Linked DNA regions of Gossypium arboreum: region 1 is linked to region 2. A link is a contact called in public Hi-C data. All regions are on one chromosome and are shown on one strand. The core of a region is the stretch at or near the end of the contact, and the rest is flanking DNA. Distances in the headings are between cores, read along the strand shown. Region 1 holds the start of LOC108450647 (acyl-coenzyme A thioesterase 2, chloroplastic-like). Region 2 holds the start of LOC108452043 (UDP-glycosyltransferase 74G1-like).

Region 1 (4,996 bases), core at 1,796-4,295, 180 kb after region 2:
CTGATATCTAATTGTTATGCATGCGATACCTGTATGGCTAAGGTCGAACTATTTGTATTCTATTATCTGATATCTAATTGTTATGCATGCGATACCTGTATGGCTAAGGTCGAACTATTTGTATTCTATTATCTGTTTGTATGTATGCTGTTTGTGGGGATGTATACACTGAGTTTGCGAAAACTCACCCCTTTGTTTATTTGTTTGTCAGGTAATCCTCAGCAATAGATGGATCGGTGCGACGAATGGCTCAATGGTGACCACTGTTGGATATTTACGGATTTTTAAGTAACATTCTATTTGTCTACTTTATTTTAAATATTTATTTTGGGGATTAAAATGTATTTGAACTTGAACTATTTTTAAGTTTATTTCGGGATTTTAAACTATTAAGTTATTGATTAATGAATTAATGATGTTTTAGCTTCCGCGATAATGAAATGTGTTCACCTAATAATCGGTTTGGAGATTTCACGACTTAAGTAACAACAATGAACTGAACGACTTTTAACTAGCTAAGATTTTCTAAAAACACTCTCATGTGATGCCGCCAAATTCAGCCATAACGTCTAGCCCGGGTTTGAGGTGTTACACTTCTAGTGTACATTTTAGACCGTCCCCAATCAGATGTGGATTGACAACCACTAGAAGTTGATGACATTCCCCAGTAAGTATTTCTAGCATTGAACATCGACCTACCAAGGTGCATGTCCCATCCACTAACGGAGTGTTGTACATGGTTCGTGTATTCCGTCCTGCCACAAAAAACAGATGATTCTGTTGTCTGCCTCCCACTAATAGAGTGTTGGATAGAGGTCGTATATTCCTTTCGAACAGTAGTAGATGTTGAAGTCACAAGTGCTGCATCTGGCCTTGAAAATTCCACATATAACTCAAGATAGGGTGATTCACTAGCGAAGTGCATCTGCACCATCGCCTCCAAGTCACGAACACCTTTGATATCAAATGAGTCATATGTCACGGAATCAACCGAAGCACAAAATCAATACTTAATAGACAAAACTCTCATTGGCGTCGTTTCGAAGATTTTGCACCTAATTCTTTTACGAAGTTTTGTCAATTTTATGTTATGGTTAAAAAACCAATCGTGTTGTGTTCTTCGATAAAAAAACATCATTCTCAGTGTCACGGACCGTCGTAGTAAATAACAACACTAATACGTCCACTCATTTTCAACCAAATTATTTGTCTGAAAGAAATTCAAAACAAAAAAAATATTATGCAAAAATATAATGATTCGTATAAATGTTAACATGATAAATTATACCTTCTCAACTTCTTCAATTTCTCTTGTTGTAACTTATGCAACAAGAGAATGAAATTTGGATTATATATAGCCTAAGAGATAGTGGGATGCATTGTCACCAGCACTATTGAAAAGGGCATCTAGCTGGGAGCTTTTTCAGTACTTTTGCTGACAGTGCATCCTGCTTGGAGCGTTTTTCAACCCCAACTATCATATTTCTCGGGAATCCCGAGATATTTTTTTAGAACCATTTTCTCAAAATTATTTTTTCAGAATCATCAGTACAAAAAAAAGTCCACTTGAAAGCTTTTTTTGTACTATTATTGACTGTGCATCCTACTTAGAGTGTTTTTTTTAAAAAAAAAACAATATCCATCTGTGTTTTTTAAAAAAAAACAATATCCATCTCATCAAAATAATTTTTTCAAAACATATCACATCAAATTTATTTTTTCATATCCTATCTAGAGGTGTGCATGGGCAGGGCGGGCCAGGCCCAACTAAAAGTTTAGGCCCATTTGCTAGGCCCGGGCCTGGCCCAGCCCAAAAAATAGGCTTAAAATTTTGCCCAAGCTTGACCCGAATAAAAATGTTAAAACCCGAGCTCGACCAGGCCCGCCCATATTAATTTTTATATTATTTTTTATATAATTTTAAAAAATATATAAACCATCAAAAATACTAAAAACATCAAATAAATATTTCTCAACAAATTAAAAATAAATTTTGAAAAATATGTATACTTAAATAACACTAAAATAGATGCAACTTAACAAGCAAATGTTTCTAAAATAATAACAAAATTAACAAATGTCTTTACAATAATAAAAAATTAACAATAAAATAAGTTTTATATAATATCTAGACAATAACAACAAAATAGTAGCAATATAATAGTAAAATAGTAGCAAAATAGGGAGAAAATAATATTAAAAAAATTTGTCATGTAGTGAATTCGGGCCGAGCCCGGCCAAAAATGCCTTACCCAAGGCCCGACCCGTTTTTTAAACGGGCCTTATTTTTTTGCCCAAACCTATTTTTCGGGCCTATATTTTTACCCAAACCTTCCCACATTTCGGTCGGGCCGGGTGGCTCGGCCCATGCACACCTCTAATCCTATCTTGTCAAATTTATTTTTTCTAGAACAATACTTAGCAATTAAAAAATTTAACCATAAACTATAGACCCTAAACTAAACTTTAATTTTTTTTTCTTAAACCTTAAACAAACCCAAAAATCTTAAACCTAAGCCCTAATTTGTAAATAACTCAAAAACCCTAATCAAGCACCGGGAAAAACCGTCCTGCCAGCTCTTTTTACTAAAGCACGTCCACGTCAGTGCACTTTTGCTTTACATCAGCAAAAACGCATCCTCGATAATACGCTTTTCTGTGTTATCCCCTGAAAATACGTCCACATCAATTTATTTTAGTATTTTCGATCCATACCCATCATTATTTTTTTGAATGATTCATTTCCGTAAATAATTTCGGAAATGGAACTTTATTAGTACTATGCTTGCAACTTAATTGATCTTTTAAATACTTTTTAAAGTTTTTTTTTTTACATATAAACACTAAAAAAAAGAGGTTAAAGCTCTCTTTACTCCTCACAACTGTCCATAATTAAAAAACAAATAAATAAAGCAGGGTAGGGGCTGGGGCAGAGGTGATCCATGTGGAGCTTTTATTTCTTTTAATTATTTAATTAATTATAATAGTAAATTATGCAAATAAATTACAAACATAAACAAAAAAATCAAACATGATAAATATTTAAAACAATATTATAATATAACCTCATGTTTATTACGTGATGAATTCTTATGGAGTATAATTTTCATTTTACTATAATTAAAAAAACTCATAAATTATAGTAAAATGCTTACAACCAGATGTTTAAAGGTTTGACTGATTGCTGAGAGGAAATTGGCCCCTAAAGAAGCAAATTTCACAAACAAAAACAAACCCAAAACCTGAAATCCCAATATTCGCCCACCCATTTGCAAGGATCACCTTGAAAATCACATATCCATGGAGTTTAATTGCTCATCTCCTACCACCATCCCCGTGGTTTCAACTTTTGCATCTCCCTTTGACACTTCTGCCGCTGTCAATGGCTCAGACTCCACCTCAACCCGGAAGCCCATCAGCCTATGGCCAGGAATGTACCATTCACCAGTAACCAATGCTTTATGGGAAGCCAAGTCCCAGATCTTTGAGAGACTCCTTGACCCACCAAAAGATGCCCCCCCTCAGAGCGAGTTGCTCACCAAAACCCCTTCTCAAAGCAGGACCAGCATCCTTTATAATTTATCATCAGACTACATTTTGAGAGAACAGTACAGGGATCCCTGGAATGAAGTTAGAATTGGGAAGTTGCTTGAAGACCTTGATGCTTTAGCTGGGACTATCTCTGTCAAGGTACCTTTTTTTTTTTCTTTTTTGCAGTTTGGGGATTATAAATTAGCAATCTTTTTGTCTTTTGAATGGCTGAAGTTGTGTGGTTTGTTTGTGAATTAGCATTGTTCAGATGATGATAGCACAACAAGGCCTCTTTTACTGGTAACAGCTTCTGTTGACAAGATTGTTTTGAAGAAGCCTATTAGTGTTGACATTGATCTCAAAATAGTTGGTTCTGTCATATGGGTTGGGAGGTCATCAATTGAGATTCAACTAGAAGTCATTCAGTCCACGGAAGGTGCTTTAATCTTAAACTTATGATTAACTCACTGTAATTTTGCATTTAAGATGAAATATGACTTTGAGTATTTGCAGATATGTTTTTAGTACAAATCTGTTGAGACATTACTTTAGTATTAGCTATCAAGAATGCATAAATTCCATGTCAGTTGTTTCTTCACATTTGCTAATTCTTCAGACATATATAGTTGCAGAACTATTGGAACTCAGAGTCCTATGTAATTAATCTTAGTGCTAATGAAAATCCAAGATAAAGCATGAACTTGTGTACCTATTTTTAGTTTTCACTTCTCATATACTCTATTGATCATGCTACATTCCTTACAGATTCCTTTTCATAACTCGTATATCGATTGACGAGAATTAAAGCCTTATTTGCAGGTTATTTATGTAAGGGTTATTTACATATAACCTCTTTCATTTCTCCTTGAGGCTTCCTGCAATATTTACTCATTCCTCTTCTCTTAATCAATCCATGTTCCCTATAAGTTGTCTTTTTCTTAGCAGGAAATCTACGTTATTTGATATGGATTTTTAACTACCCTACCCCCATTTTTCTCACCCCGAAATGGAAAAGACTGAAAGCATATTCTTATTGAAAACCAAACAAGTATGCTTATAAAATAGACATTGTCTGCACAATTTCACACTTTGTCCTTTAAGAAGGAGAAGCATGTTGGCCTGTGACATTTTATGCAACTATGATTCTTTGAGTTCTGAAGTATCATCTTTTTTTTTTAAAGATACCAAATCTAACTTATGATGGTGAAAATTGTTACTTAATGATACGTTTCCTTACCCTCAAAGATAGTATTCTTAGCTGAATGTTTATTCTCCGATGACATGTTTTAATAGTCTTGGTAATGGCACTGAGGTTCCATAACCTAGACACGGATCACAATTCGGAGTTAATGAGAAGTAATTCGTAGTTCATCAAATTGCAGAGCTGCTAACAGTTTGATTCTGTGGAAAGTCTTTCATTATAGACATTATCTTGAAGTTTGGCCATGATTGAGACTTTGATTAG
Region 2 (5,458 bases), core at 1,827-4,326:
CGATGCCTTCAGATACCAATGATGTCGGTTATTTAGAGGAACTTATAGTTGCTCGATAAATCAACAAGAATAAGTGCAAAGATATGGGATACGGTGAGTATTTCTTGTTGTTTACGTTTAATAAAGGGTTGAGATTACATGCACTTTCTAATTAGGTCTGTGTCTTTTGTTTCATAGTAGAATACTTGATTAGTTTCATGGAGGAAACACTTCAGATTCATTACTAAGATATTCTTATCTCCTTAATTAGGCTTTCACCCTTAGTTACACCAAGGAAATGCTACATTGTAAAGTAAGATCAATTTATAATTATGGATTCTTGTTCTTATTATTCATAAATGTGATATTTTCAAGAAATTTGCTCTTACTCAGCATCTGCCTTTAGACCCTAATTTATTCCATACAAAACAAAAGCAACCTACGTACTAGTCTCAGAGTAATTTAGCTATAAATTCGTCAATGTTTTTATCTGAATTTCCACCTTCATCAATTCCCTTCTTAGCCAAGTCCTTCCACCTGATTGAATTCTTCCTAATCTCTTTGCCTTTTTCTCCAACTTCCGTTAGTAATTCCTTTATGCACCGCTCAATGGTCTCTCTTCTCACAACCCCTTTCTCATTGGGGTGAGCCTTTATTCCGATTCTCCACACATCCTCCACATGCTTTGCATTAGTGGGTTGGTCGGTCCATTGGGGCATTGCCAGCATCGGAACTCCGAGACTCAGTGCTTCTAGAGTCGAATTAAAGCCACAGTGGGTGAGAAAGCAACCAACTGCCTCATTTGACAGCACCTCCAATTGAGGGCACCATGCCACCACCAAACCCTTCTCTGAGGTCTCTTCTATGAAATTGTATGGCAGTTTGGCCATCTCAGTTTCCCTGACGACCCACAAGAAGCACACGTTGCTCGATTTCAATGCGCATGCCAGCTCTGTCGTTTGCTCAATTCCTAGTGATGCAAAGCTTCCAAATGATATATACAACACTGAGTCCTTTGGCTTTCCACCTAGCCAACTCATGCAAGCATCAACATTTGGCTTGAAGAGATTCATACCGTAGTCTTTGTCATTCTCGATTCTTTTGTCTAAGTACATAGATGGAATCGTTGGCCCTACTGTCATCACGTTCCAGAATCTTGACATCCAGTCCACTACCTGATGGAACAAATTCATATGGCCAAAGTTAATTGACCTGCTTATACAGCTATCATAGTAAACACTGTAGGTAAAAGAAATATGGAGGTCTTTGTACTCGGAGTAGAATTGCATCTTGCTTATTTTCTCAAAAAATAAGTAAATTAATTTTTTTTATATTAGATCAAAAAGGAAACCGGTCCTTATGTTTACAATTCCAACTATTTTTACGGTTAAAAACTGGTCTTTATATGCCAGTATAGTTGTTTATGGGCCAGGTCAGGCCAAGTACGAACATTAAGCCCATTTTCTAGGTTCGGACCTGGCTGAAAAATGGGCATAAAATTTTGTTCAAACTTAGCCCGGATAAAAGTGCTAAAACTCGAGTCTGGCTCGGCTCGCTTGTATTAAAATTTTTTATATTATTTTTATACAAAATAAATTTAAAAACTATAATACATTAAATAAAATAAAAACATTAAAATAAATACTTCTCAACAAATGAAAAAAAAACTTAAATAACACTAATATAATAGCAATTTAGCCAACAAATATCTCTAAAATAGTTTAAAATTAATAATAAAACAAAAGTTATACAATATTCAACCAATAAAATAAAATAATAGTAATATAATAGCGAAATGTTAGCAAAATAGCAAAAAAAACAGCATCAATTTTTTTACAAATTCGAGCTAGGCCTAGGCCCAAAGATTTTACCCAAGGCTTACATTGTTTAAAAAACAGATCTTGTTTTTTTGTTCAAGTCCATTTTTTAAATTTATGTGTGCGAAAACTCCCCTCACTTTTTTAACGGACTTTCTAGTTGAGCAAGATGGCTTAACTCATAAACAAGTATATATGCTAACATAAGATACAAACGGTACATCTCGTGTACCTATTTAATTATTTCGCTAATCACGTAAAAATTAATAAAATTTTTAATAGAAACAATCAATTTATTTTTTGATTTAACTATAGAAAAATATGCAAGCATTCGTTTCATGCTTGTTTGAGTACTAGCAATGAGATTCTGCGATATGATGATAAGAATAGTTAAGATTTTCAAGGATTCCTCTCTTCTTCTATAAAACTAATTCAATCCGAAAACCGTGTTTAAAAAGAAAGCATGTAAAAGTTTACCTCTTTCTCCAAATCGTAAAAGATGTTGAAAAACACCCAATCAGCTCCATCGACGTTGGAAAACTGATTAACAACCACATCAAACCAAGCCGGATACGATCCATAAAGAGCAACAAAAGATGGTAACTCTGAAACTTGAAGCGGGGGCAATCCTGGAAGAGAAAGATGAGGCTCTGGGAGTGGCAACTGAAGAAGTCCCTTGCTTACATGGTAATACACGCTGTTGACGGCACAAGATTGAGTGAAAAACACCGCCGAGGGTATCCCAAACTGCTTTGCGACATCGAGTGCCCAAGGCAAGAACCCATCATAGACAAGGGCATCAACAGGGTGAATTTCACTAAGTTTTTTGATTAATGCTGCTAAACTGTTGGGGCCAACGGACCAGAAAGTTGCCAGGTAGGCGTCGGAGCTACCAGCCTGTTCATAACCTCCTTGGTCGAAGCCGTCGGAGATGGTGTGGATATCAATAGAGGTGGAAGATGGGTCGGAAAAAGAGGAGTTGGAGAGGAAGACAGTGGTAACAAGGGCGGCTTTGACGCCTTTGGATAGCAAGCGTTTAGCGAACTGGAGTATGGGGTTGATGTGACCCTGAGCTGGGTAAGGGAAGATTAAAACATGAGGCTTTTTGGGATTGTTTTCGTCCCCCATTAGATCTCAATGTTTCAGTATCAGATTGCTCGCTTATCCCTTCACCACTCACTGCTTGCCCTGCTATAAAATATTAAGATTTGCCTTGGTATTCGGCACTTGTCAGTTATTATTATTTTCTTCTTTTGTCTTCTTCGCTGTGTGATGCTGTGTGAATATATATAAAAATACTTTCTATTTGTATTTTCTAATAAGAAGCCTTCGGGACAGTTCTGTATTGATTTTTAAAAATATTTTTTACTCTAAAAATATTTTTGGAAAAAAAATTATGCAGAACAAGTTATTTTTAGTTGAAATTTTTAACTTTTTAGAAGTATTTTTGAAAAGTACTTCTGAAAAAGAGAAATTAAAATTTTTAGCTTTTCTTCCACAAAAGTACTTTTAGTCTTAATTACTTTTCACCTCTTCAATAACATAGTACTTTTCCTTTTTTCTTAGTATTTAATTACAAATGTGTTAAAATCATTAATTAAAAATAAAAAATATTTTAAAATACTAATTACAAATATTTAAAAATATTTTTAAAATACTAATTACAAATATTTAATAATTATATTTAAATATTTAAAATATAGTTTATATATTCTAATTAAATTTTACAAATAATTAATATTTATTACTTAAATATATTTAATATTAACAAGAAGTTATAATAATATTTTTATATTCTTACTAAAATATAATAATATTAACTAATTTAAATATTATTTAAATGTATATTTGTTATTTGATAATAATATATTTAAAGTGAACATTTTATTTTTTAAAAGTACTTTTTGACAGCAATGCTAAACACTCAAATTTTAAACCAAATTTTTTAAAATACTTCTCAAAAGCACTTTTTCATAGCACTTTCCAAAAGCACTTTTTAAAAGCATTGCCAAACTAGCTCTTCGTGCAAGAACATAATACGAGTTTTTTACTAAAATAGGACAAAAAAATAAAAAAATAATCAAAATAATACAAAGTAAAAACTATGTACCAAAATGGTATATTTGGGGTGGTGCCGCTTATGGCAGAGGCATGACCACCCCATGTCAAATCAGAAATTACTGTAGCTGCCGGTCAAATTACGGCGTAGGACTAAAATATAATAATATAAAGTATTTAGGGACCTGTTATGCAATTGTTCCATTTATAATGGCTGCTGAAAAAAAAAAAAAAAGGAAAGGGTGCCGCCTGACAGTGGCGGCACCAAACTTTAAATAGGGCTAATTTTCTTGTAAGCCCTCCTTATTTATTATTTTCTTTTTATTCCCCCTTCAACTCACTATATTGTTTTTAAACAATCCCCTAACCTATTTTTTAGTTAAATAAGCCCTTAACTTATAGTTTTTACTCATAAAAGCCCTTTATTTTAATGTTAAAGTAAATATATTTTGAATTTCAAGCTTTTATCTTAAATTTTTGTTGATGCAATAAAATTATATACACTTTAACATCAACATAAAATCTCAAAAAGTAATTAAAATTTTCGAAAGAGTAGTTAAGAATATCATGTATATAAGCACTCTCAAGAAATTTTAAAATTTTATTTTTATTTAATAAACTATTCACATCAACCTAAAATGTGAATTAGTTTATATTTTTAAATAGCTTTACTTTGGGTAAAATATATTTACTTTAATATTAAAATGAAGGGCTTTTATGAGTAAAAACCATAAGTTAATGGCTTATTTAACTACAAAAATAGGTTAAGGGCTTGTTTAAAAACAATATAGTAATTTGAAGAGGAATAAAAAGAAAATAATAAATAAGGAGGGCTTACAAGGCAATTAGCCCTATTTAAAGTTTGGTGCCGCCACACTGTCAGGCGGCACCCTTTCTCCTTTTTTTTTTTTCAGTAGCCATTCTAAATGGAACAATTCCATAACAAGTCCCTAAATACTTTATATTATTACATTTTGGTCCTGCACCGCGATTTGACCAGCAGCTATAGTAATTTCTGATTTGACATGGGGTGGTCATGCCTCTGCCATAGGCGGCACCACCCTAAATGTACCATTTTAGTACATAGTTTTTACTTTGTATTATTTTGATATTTTTTATTTTTTGTCCTATTTTAATAAAAAAACCCACATAATACATTATTATTATTTTAGGGAAGGAAAGCGATAACACAACTTAAATTCATGTGACAAAAATATTAATTATTATTTCATTTAAGTTAAGGCATTATCATTATTATAGTGTATGAATTTCCAGTTAATAAATAATAATATTATATTTTATTATAGGTGAAATAAAAAATAGTTAAAAATTATAAACAAATATTAATTATTTCATAAAAATAATATTTGAAGTATCATCGAAACATAAATTTCGTGCATAATTAATAAATAATAATATAACAAGTCAGGATTAAATTTTAAAAAATATAAAGTAGATAGTGATGAGTAATAATTTATTTTACTATTTGTAATTTAAAAAACTTGACCCAGGCTGTCTTTGTCTCTTTTGGGTCGGTAAATAATTCTAACAAAAATGGAAGAAAGAGCCGTGCACGTCTCATTGGTGGATTTTACAAAAAAAAA

Evidence for each region. A called contact is a pair of places that touch in the nucleus more often than the background predicts.
Region 1: a contact with region 2 is called in a Hi-C map of leaf, with 3 times the contacts expected there. The contact joins the promoter of LOC108450647 here to the promoter of LOC108452043 in region 2. A contact is called at or near these places in 2 of 5 Hi-C or Micro-C datasets (both in leaf).

The regions. Positions count from the first base shown.
Region 1 is chr7:6,293,590-6,298,585 of ASM2569848v2, forward strand. LOC108450647 (acyl-coenzyme A thioesterase 2, chloroplastic-like) reads left to right here and starts at 3,046. Exons shown (of 5, transcript XM_017748368.2): 1 at 3,046-3,690; 2 at 3,790-3,967. The coding sequence starts at 3,301.
Region 2 is chr7:6,114,912-6,120,369 of ASM2569848v2, forward strand. It overlaps LOC108452043 (UDP-glycosyltransferase 74G1-like), which reads right to left and starts at 3,077. Exons shown (of 2, transcript XM_017749778.2): 1 at 2,274-3,077; 2 at 303-1,154. The coding sequence starts at 2,924. The coding sequence ends at 432. It overlaps LOC108452026 (probably inactive leucine-rich repeat receptor-like protein kinase At5g48380), which reads left to right. Exons shown (of 3, transcript XM_017749759.2): 3 at 1-357. The coding sequence ends at 59.